Linked DNA regions of Drosophila melanogaster: regions 1 and 3 are each linked to region 2. A link is a contact called in public Hi-C data. All regions are on one chromosome and are shown on one strand. The core of a region is the stretch at or near the end of the contact, and the rest is flanking DNA. Distances in the headings are between cores, read along the strand shown. Region 1 overlaps Eip75B (Ecdysone-induced protein 75B). Region 2 holds the start of Eip75B (Ecdysone-induced protein 75B). Region 3 overlaps Eip75B (Ecdysone-induced protein 75B).

What was found. A called contact is a pair of places that touch in the nucleus more often than the background predicts.
Region 1: a contact with region 2 is called in a Hi-C map of the Kc167 cell line, with 3 times the contacts expected there. A contact is called at or near these places in 76 of 107 Hi-C or Micro-C datasets (the Clone 8 cell line, the D17-c3 cell line, the Kc167 cell line and 27 more) and 5 of 7 datasets of targeted methods (the Kc167 cell line and the S2 cell line).
Region 3: a Hi-C map of the Kc167 cell line shows a contact between it and region 2, with 6 times the contacts expected there. A contact is called at or near these places in 4 of 107 Hi-C or Micro-C datasets (the Clone 8 cell line, the Kc167 cell line, embryo and 1 more) and 1 of 7 datasets of targeted methods (the Kc167 cell line).

Annotation. Positions count from the first base shown.
Region 1 is chr3L:18,028,333-18,031,032 of dm6, forward strand. The region is part of intron 3 of Eip75B (Ecdysone-induced protein 75B); the gene reads right to left. Among named protein-coding and RNA genes, the nearest start is that of lncRNA:CR45922, 8.6 kb to the right of the region's middle.
Region 2 is chr3L:18,063,355-18,066,054 of dm6, forward strand. Eip75B (Ecdysone-induced protein 75B) reads right to left here and starts at 1,342. Exons shown (of 8, transcript NM_001259893.2): 1 at 1,157-1,342.
Region 3 is chr3L:18,001,956-18,004,655 of dm6, forward strand. The region is part of intron 3 of Eip75B (Ecdysone-induced protein 75B); the gene reads right to left. Among named protein-coding and RNA genes, the nearest start is that of lncRNA:CR45921, 21 kb to the left of the region's middle.

The DNA of each region.
Region 1 (2,700 bases), core at 94-2,593, 35 kb before region 2:
TCGATTAGGCCAACACCGTTGAGAACTGAGAATTGTGAGGAGAAGGGGCTCAACTTAATGGAGAAACGCACTTTTGTTAGAGAATGGAAGGTTGCAAGCCGTGCAATGCAAAGCAGGAAAATTGAAACTTTTAATGAAATATAAAAGTTTATGCTTGCCCAATTAGTTTAGGAGACTTTGAAAAGGCAACATGTAAGTGTTATGATTTCAAGTGATCATATATTATTAGGAGTGCAAAATCATACACTGAATTTATGACAGGACAATTGCCTTCATTCAGAACTTTCCTTGTCCGGACTCAAAAAGTTAACCGCAACCACACATAAGTCGCTTGATCCGCTGACGTAGTTTCCCATGCATTCAACCTCTCACGAAACTCACTTAGTCATGCATATACATTTATAGAGCGCATAACCTTCAGTGTCTATTCAACTCTCGGGGAAATTCGTCCAAGGACATGAACTGTGCTCACCCCCAAAGCAATACGACTTCATGCAAATGGGACAGAAGGCGCCGATAAATGGTGACCCACCGTTTTATCACCTAAAATCCCCTTGCCCAGCCCTCGGCACCCACTAAACGATGACAAAGACAAAAAACGAAGGAAAGACAATTTTAAAATTTTAATTAAAACCGAAAATACCTGCAATGCAATTCAAATGGCTTTACAAATGGTCAGCCGACGGTGCTTTCAAAATGTGTGTAAGGATTTTGTGCTGCTTCGCTTGTGTGTGTGTGTGTGTGTCATGTCATTGTCCTGGATAAAGTGCAACGACTTTGGCCCTTCAAAACGTCACAAAAGTGCGTGAAAAGCTCAGAAAAGCTTTGAGGTGACTAAAAAGCTAACCGTTCTTCTTTGCTTATCAGGATTTGTGATATATTGCAATAAATTCAATAATGTACTATATAAGCTATGATAGTGTTTATTAAATAAATAATAAGAACAGAAAAATACATTTTTAAATATAATACCATATATATAATAACATAACATATACCATTTGCAAATTAATTTTTTTATAGATTTAACAATCTTTAAAATAGAATTTTTAACTCAAATTCCTACCAATGTAATTCTGTAAATACTTTAAACAATGCATCCACATCGTAAAAATAACTGTGATTTAAGCTAATATATGGGCTGCTATTCATTGTAATAACTGTGATAGGAAACGCATAAATATAGTTTCGATTCTCCAAGCAGCAGACAACAAAAGCGGGCGACAAAAGTTGTTCACACTCGTAAAAACACAAAGAGAGAAAGAGCAAAGAATATGAGCTAAGGGGGTGGATGTGGGCGAGAGTGTGAGAGAGAGTGCGTGAGTGTACGGCACTCTCAGATACAAACGCTCACACAGATACACACAGGCACACATACATGTGTACCACCGCGCACTGGGACAGCACTTGGCCCAGATTATTTTGAAGGTCGCGTATTATCGACGGTCGTTCACCTATTTACTCGGCAAACAACAAAAGCAACACACACAACAGCGACGCTGACGTCGACGTCGACTGCGGGTGGGCTTTTCGGCTGTTTTTCTCTGCGTCTGTTTCTTTCATATTTATGTATACACTATGTTTGTAAATTGATAAATATTCTGGTATATACAGTGAATGACTAGAAAAAATTTTGATATGATTTCTTGTTAAATCAATTCAAAATCGAATAATAAATTGATTAATAATAAAATCGAATCGAAGACAGATGCGTATCAATTACGTTTTAAGAAATTATATTAAGCCAATGAATCTAAGCGTGATATTCAGTTTAAATTAAAAAAGATTTTAAACTTTAACTTTATTAATAATGTGCTTAAAATATATCCCTTAGAGATCTTTGAACTTTTGCATTTATTTGAAATTCAGGTTGCTATGTAAATTCTTTTACAAAGTAATACTATATTTGATGAATGGCGTGTTTTTTATTTTCTGGTTCTAGAGCATCTACTGTAAAAATTTTGGTTTGCTTTATGTATATCGGTGTGTGCACATTTTTAACGCCAGTGTTCTCATATTATGTGTATATTTAATCAGCAGTTTCCACGAGTGTGGTTGCTTTTGTTGTTGGCGCAGCGCGTGCGACATTTGTTGCCGTGTTTATTGGGAAAGCTCTACAAAAAGGAAGCGGGAAAATTATGCGGAAAAGCTTTGCGAGGAAGTATTGAGGCAGTCCACAAACATTTGCACACATACGAATATGATATTCCTTATTTTCGTGTGTATTTTTCGGCAGTTAATGCGCATTAGGTGAGCCAGCGAAAAATAAACAAGTTCCTTACAAATACCAATACACTTAAGAAGTTAATAAACACAGAGGGTTCATCCGAAAAAAGGGCGTCATATTGTTGGTTTTCAATAAGCTAAAACATATGTGACACCTTAAAATTTAAGTGTAATGTGGTCGTTGGGTGGAAAGTTGTAGGTGACTAAAGAGTGGGGGAGCTTATGTATCTTCCATTTGCAAAGTAGGCCGACAAAAGCTTGTACACAGCTAGGTCATTAGGTCACAACTGTGCGAGCGAGATGGGATGTTTACAGAAACTGGAAAGTTGAGAGCGGCATTAAATTTAATCAGGAAATATCGCACACAAGGATACCAGCATACCAAGATCTAATATCAATCAAATCTGTGAACTAAACAAATCAATAAAAAAGTCAAGGGACTTCTATCTTACAACGAATAGTGCGTTGAACTAA
Region 2 (2,700 bases), core at 92-2,591:
TTGAAATAGAATAAATCGAGCAAGAGAGCAGTGCAAATAAAAAGAGAGCGCCGAGAGAAATAGAGCACGTGAGTGTATGTGTGTTCAAGTTCACCCACACCAAGGCGAGTCTAACAGGGCGTCTACAGTTGAGCAAGCAGCGCTCTGTTAACGGGCTGCAGATCCCCTGTTAGCTTTCCTCCTCTGTTTTCTTGGGGTCTCTGCATTTCAGCGGAGTTGCCAGGGGGCGTTGGGTGGTGGGGCTGCGTTCTGTTTGCAGGGGGTGTGGCTCGCCTCTAATGAGGGTTGCAACTCCAGACGGAGTTTCATCCGAGTGGAATGAGTCAGACAGCCGGGGAATGGGTCCAAAAAAGGAGCTTATTCAGCAGGAAGGATAAGTGCTTTCGAGTTCGTTTTTTTTGGTCAATAAATTTAACCATCTAATTGAGGACTTAGTTACGCCTGATATCCGAGAGTTAAAGGTCATGCGACCCTTATACATGGTTTTGTGCAATATAAAATGATCACTTTTCTATCTTATGTTTGTCGGTTTTCGTATTGTTCTGTTTAGTTTAGCAACCTGCTTTTAATTTACTTTTAACTTTTAGGCTTTCGATTGTATGAACTGTTAAGTACTTCGCAAACCTTTGTTCAACTATTTCAAATTTTATATTTTTACTTTTTGCTTCGTTTATTATTTTAAAACAATTTGAGAGCATTTCTATGCACATTTTTCGTTCTTGATATTATTTGACCGTTTTTTATGCTTTCATGAGTCACATAATGCTTATACATATGTATATGCTTAACATCGTTCAGTTATGCGCAGTTAAGTGAATTTTGTTGAATGGTTCATGAGTTTAAGCATAAGTTTTCTATTTAAAGATAGATCAGTTTCACAAATCCTATATATAAAGGATTTCTGTTAGTTGAATTATTTTCAATGACGACGAGTGTTAACTTGCACACAATAATATGTTACACCATATTTTTTTATAGATATTTCTGTATTTAATATTGTCACAGCTTAAAATTTTAAACTTTGGCAATTGTTTGCACTATTCTGATTGTGATTGAAAAGACTGTCCTTGTGCTTCCCTTGTTACTTGTGATATTTATATAGCATCGAATTGGCACACAAAACTCACACAACTCTGCCTTAATCCAATTCACGTACAAAGAGTTCACCACTTATTCGGACGCATCACGCAGATACTTTTTGTATCTGCATTCAGAGGATTGCTATTTGTCCCGATCGAATTCTGGTGCTAACAAACGAAAGTTAACCGCCGATTGGTAAGACGATTGCGCAGAAGAGGAAAAGCGCGACAGAGGACGGAACGCGACGGTGACGGTGCGTTCCACATGACGTATTCAAAATGACTGAGACCAGACCGAGACTGGACTGCAAATTTTCGCAAAAGTGAAAAATTCTACTTTCAATATGAAAACGAACTGCGCTGTCGCCGTCGACGCCGACTGCGCTGCCTGGGCGGGAGTTGTGCAGCGGCAGCGCACTGTGGGTGTGGGTAAGGTAGGTCGTGGTATGGGAATGCACAGTGGCTACAGAGAGAGAAAAGGGAGAGCACCATCACCATTACAGAGAGTGATAGAGAGAAAGAGCAGAGCGGAAGGCCGACAGAGCCAGAACCTGCAGCGAATGCAGAGAACAAAGCGGAGCAGAGAAGTCAATGTACAAAGCAGATTGGGGGTGCAATGGACGCCGAACATGGAACTCAGGCGCGGACGTGTACGTCGCCACAGTGGATGCCCGCTAGAAAGAAATCGAAATCATGCTAATTTTTCAGTTTAAGAAATCTGAAATCTTGAAACTTGAAAAATTATTTAAACAATTAAACAACTAAACAAGTTCTTTAGAGCATTATGTTAATTTTTTTTTGGTTTAGCTAAATTAGAAAGAATTTTTTAGAAATTTGCTGATGTTTTCATGTGGAACATATGGAAGGTGTGTGTTGATTTCATCCTTTAATAACCCAAATATATTTTACTACTAGCTTGGAAAAAAATAAAAATCCCTACCAACCTATATTAAAATTTTTAGGAACTCATTAAATGATGAACTATCAATAAAAAGAAATAATAAAATAATCATTATCCAACTAGACAGGCCAAATTAATGATCTCGATATCGCAACATTTCAAGTTGCCCTGTACCGGGCTTTCCAAGCTTATTTCCATGTTTCTGACGTGTACAGTAGTACATATCGTGGTTCCCGCCTGGAGTGACTTGCCCCTTTTGCGTGCTTCTTTTGGGGTTGCAAAGTTTTGGCATTCCGGGAGTTGTCGTAGCACAGAAATTAAAAATAATTGCAAAAAGTCGGCGAGTGGGTGGATTTCTCGGGTTTTCTGATCCTGGTTGTCGGTCCCTGTCTGTCTGGAGTTGCAACCCCTCGGGCAACGAAATGAAAGCAAACTTCAGACTCTTGGACTTGGGGTGTGGAAAGCGAGTGGGTATCAAAGGGCCGCGAAGCAGAAAAGGCGAGAAAGGAGTAAGAGGACAAGCGGTTTCCTAGACACTCGATGGGCTACTTTTTGTTTGGTAAGGTCGGTCCCAGGCAGAGATACTTCCTTTATGAGCTTCGATTTTAGCCAGCATCGGGGGTTGCACTCTTATGGATCTGGCTTTCATTGTCTTTCACGCTGTGGGATAGGTTTGAAGGGAACAGCATCTTGTAACCTTGATTTTCTTATTTGCCATTG
Region 3 (2,700 bases), core at 131-2,630, 61 kb before region 2:
TAATCATTGACAACTGTTAATCGGTTGGCGAGCGGTTGAAGGCTTCCGTGCTACTCCACTGATCAAGTTGAACGACTCTTTTATAAATTTTTCCTTGTGCATTTTGTCGCTGGATTTAATTTGCCAAAAAAAAAAATCAAGCTTGCCATCGCAGGGGTAAGGTAAATACGATAAGAAAAAAAAAAAATAAAATAAAATAAATAAAAAGAAACTTCCCCGTATTAGTTGTTAACAATTTGGGCAAGTAGATTTTAGAACTCCGAAACCAGTTTCACATTGCGTAACTCCCCATTCTGTCTGTCTGTTCGTCTATCGCTCTTTGGTTTATCTATGTGTTTGAGTATCTGTATCTATATAATTAACGCACAATGAGAAGGTGCGTGAGCCCGCCGGTCTATCCGTCCGCCCGTCCGCGTTCATGAACTCGGTCAATTTGAAGGCCAACCATTTTGCGGCTTACGCATTGAAAATGTGTGTATTCCGCCTGTGTTGTTTTTTCTTTGTTTTTTTTTCTCGTTTTAGCTGTGCCGAATTTTTTTTATAGTGATTTTTCGTACTCGAGCAATTTAATTTTTTTGCGTGCCTTCTTTTTTCCGGCACTTTTGGTTGTTCTGGTAGGATTGTGTCGTTGATTACGCATAATTTTTGGGCTGGTTCATGATGTCATGGCGAAGGGGCGATGGGTACAAGAACGATCCGAATGTACATATGCATGATATGTATTCTGAAGGTTGCCCCCAGTGAAGACAAGGGACCCTATCGCTATTAAAATCGGCGATAAAATTAGGCTGGCAAAAATATCAGATTTGATAAATGATGTGAACTCTACACACCTTGGCAAGAGTATCTGAATAATTCAAATTAGATTTGTCATTTAAACTTATACAATTTAAGTAGTTTATATGTCTAGATATGCACTTGTTGGTTCAGTTTATACATTCCTATCAAGGTTCTTCACAAATATCGTGCAATAATACAAAATCTAATCGCACAGTTCACGTAATATTTCACTATTCTTTCGCTTTCTCAGACAGTTTCCCGTCTGGAAATGCCTTCGATTACCAGGTAAGTCCCAATAACACCTGTAAGTACAGTACTACCCCCTGAAGTTCATCACCCACGTGTAAAACTGATAAAAGCCGTAAGACATAATAGTTTTGGGGCAAAGCCTATGTCATAATGGCCACTAATCGGGCGTGTGTGTGAGAACTACGCGTACAGTGGAACCACATGCGCCTTATCGACGTAACCAGCCAGCAAACTTAAATAATAATAATAATAATAATAAACCCTCACACACACACACTAATGGGAAAGCAGTGACAGTTAGTCTCTTATCGGTGAGTCTTTGTTATCAGCGTCGAAACCGAAATGAAGGTCAGCAGCACAAATTCCTCGGCCCAGAGTTCTCTTATCTTTGTTCCTATATGCCCGTCTCTTTTCCACTGTCTATCTCCGTCTCCCTCTGAGCGCTTTGTTCCTCCGCGTCACTTTTTCGAATACCCTTTTTAATGAGGGTACCATGTTATATATGATTGTTTTCTAAATTAAGAAGAATGTTTATTTATTTTTAATATTTAATATTTAGCTTATATGTATGTATATATGTACGAGGCCAATCCTACTTCGATTTTTACAAAAATCATAATTCTTAGAAGTTTTTAAATTGATTTCGAACTTACTTATGTAAAAGAATATGGAAATACTTATTCTTTTTAATAACAATATAAGGGTATGTATATTCCATATTAAAAATGCTTTTTCTCTCATTCCCATATTTGTTGGTCCTCTTGTTTCTGATAAAAATAGCTAATAGAACAAGTCACAGTGTGTGGGCGGAAAAGGGGTAGCGGGTGTACAGGTGTGCTTATCAGCAGTTGATTTCTATTTATTCCGGACTCGCTGTATTTTCGTAGTTTTTGCAAAAGGTTAAGATTCGATAAGGGTTTTCAAGGTCCACGACAACTGATAGTTCGGGTACAGTTACATAATCTATGCAAAGCTTTCCCTGCCCACGCTTTTTATTAGCCAAGGTCGTCAGAATTTTTGCTCATGCGTTTGTGGTGTTGTTTTTATCGCCTGTTAGGAACTGCAAAAATTCTAAATAATACAGCCACATCTTGACCATGGCCTGGTCTCAGTTTGTTGAACTGCTTTCCTCCATTTCGCCACCACTTCCTCTTGTTTGCACGAGCCCATAAATAGTTATTAGTTTTTGTTTGCTGCATAAACAATTAGAGCCAAGTGCCAAAAATTATCAAAGAACCGATATGTGTTTAGACTTGCAAAAATTTCCATGGACTATGAAAAGTTCACAAAGGCTAAGGAGAAGGTCGAGAGGTCAAATGTTGTAATTTATACAATTCTTTAAACAATCTTTAACCATTTCTTTAAATCTTCTTTAAATTTAAAATAAATGAAATTAAAACGTGTGTTTTTAATACACATTAACCAGCACTAACTCGAATTTTCCATTTAGCCTGATCAGTGGGTTTCCTGTTTGCCGCGTCAAGGAAATTTCCAGAAAATGCTCCACGGCTTGATGCTCCACAGCATTTTCCATTTCCCCATTAAATCCTGTATACGTTTTTCACTCCCTCTCGGTTCTTTTCTGGTTCTGGGATTGTACTTGAACTCGTTTCTGGACCTCGTCTTCTGTTGCTTCTTGTTGTTTGGTTTATCTGCTTCGTGAGCGATTCG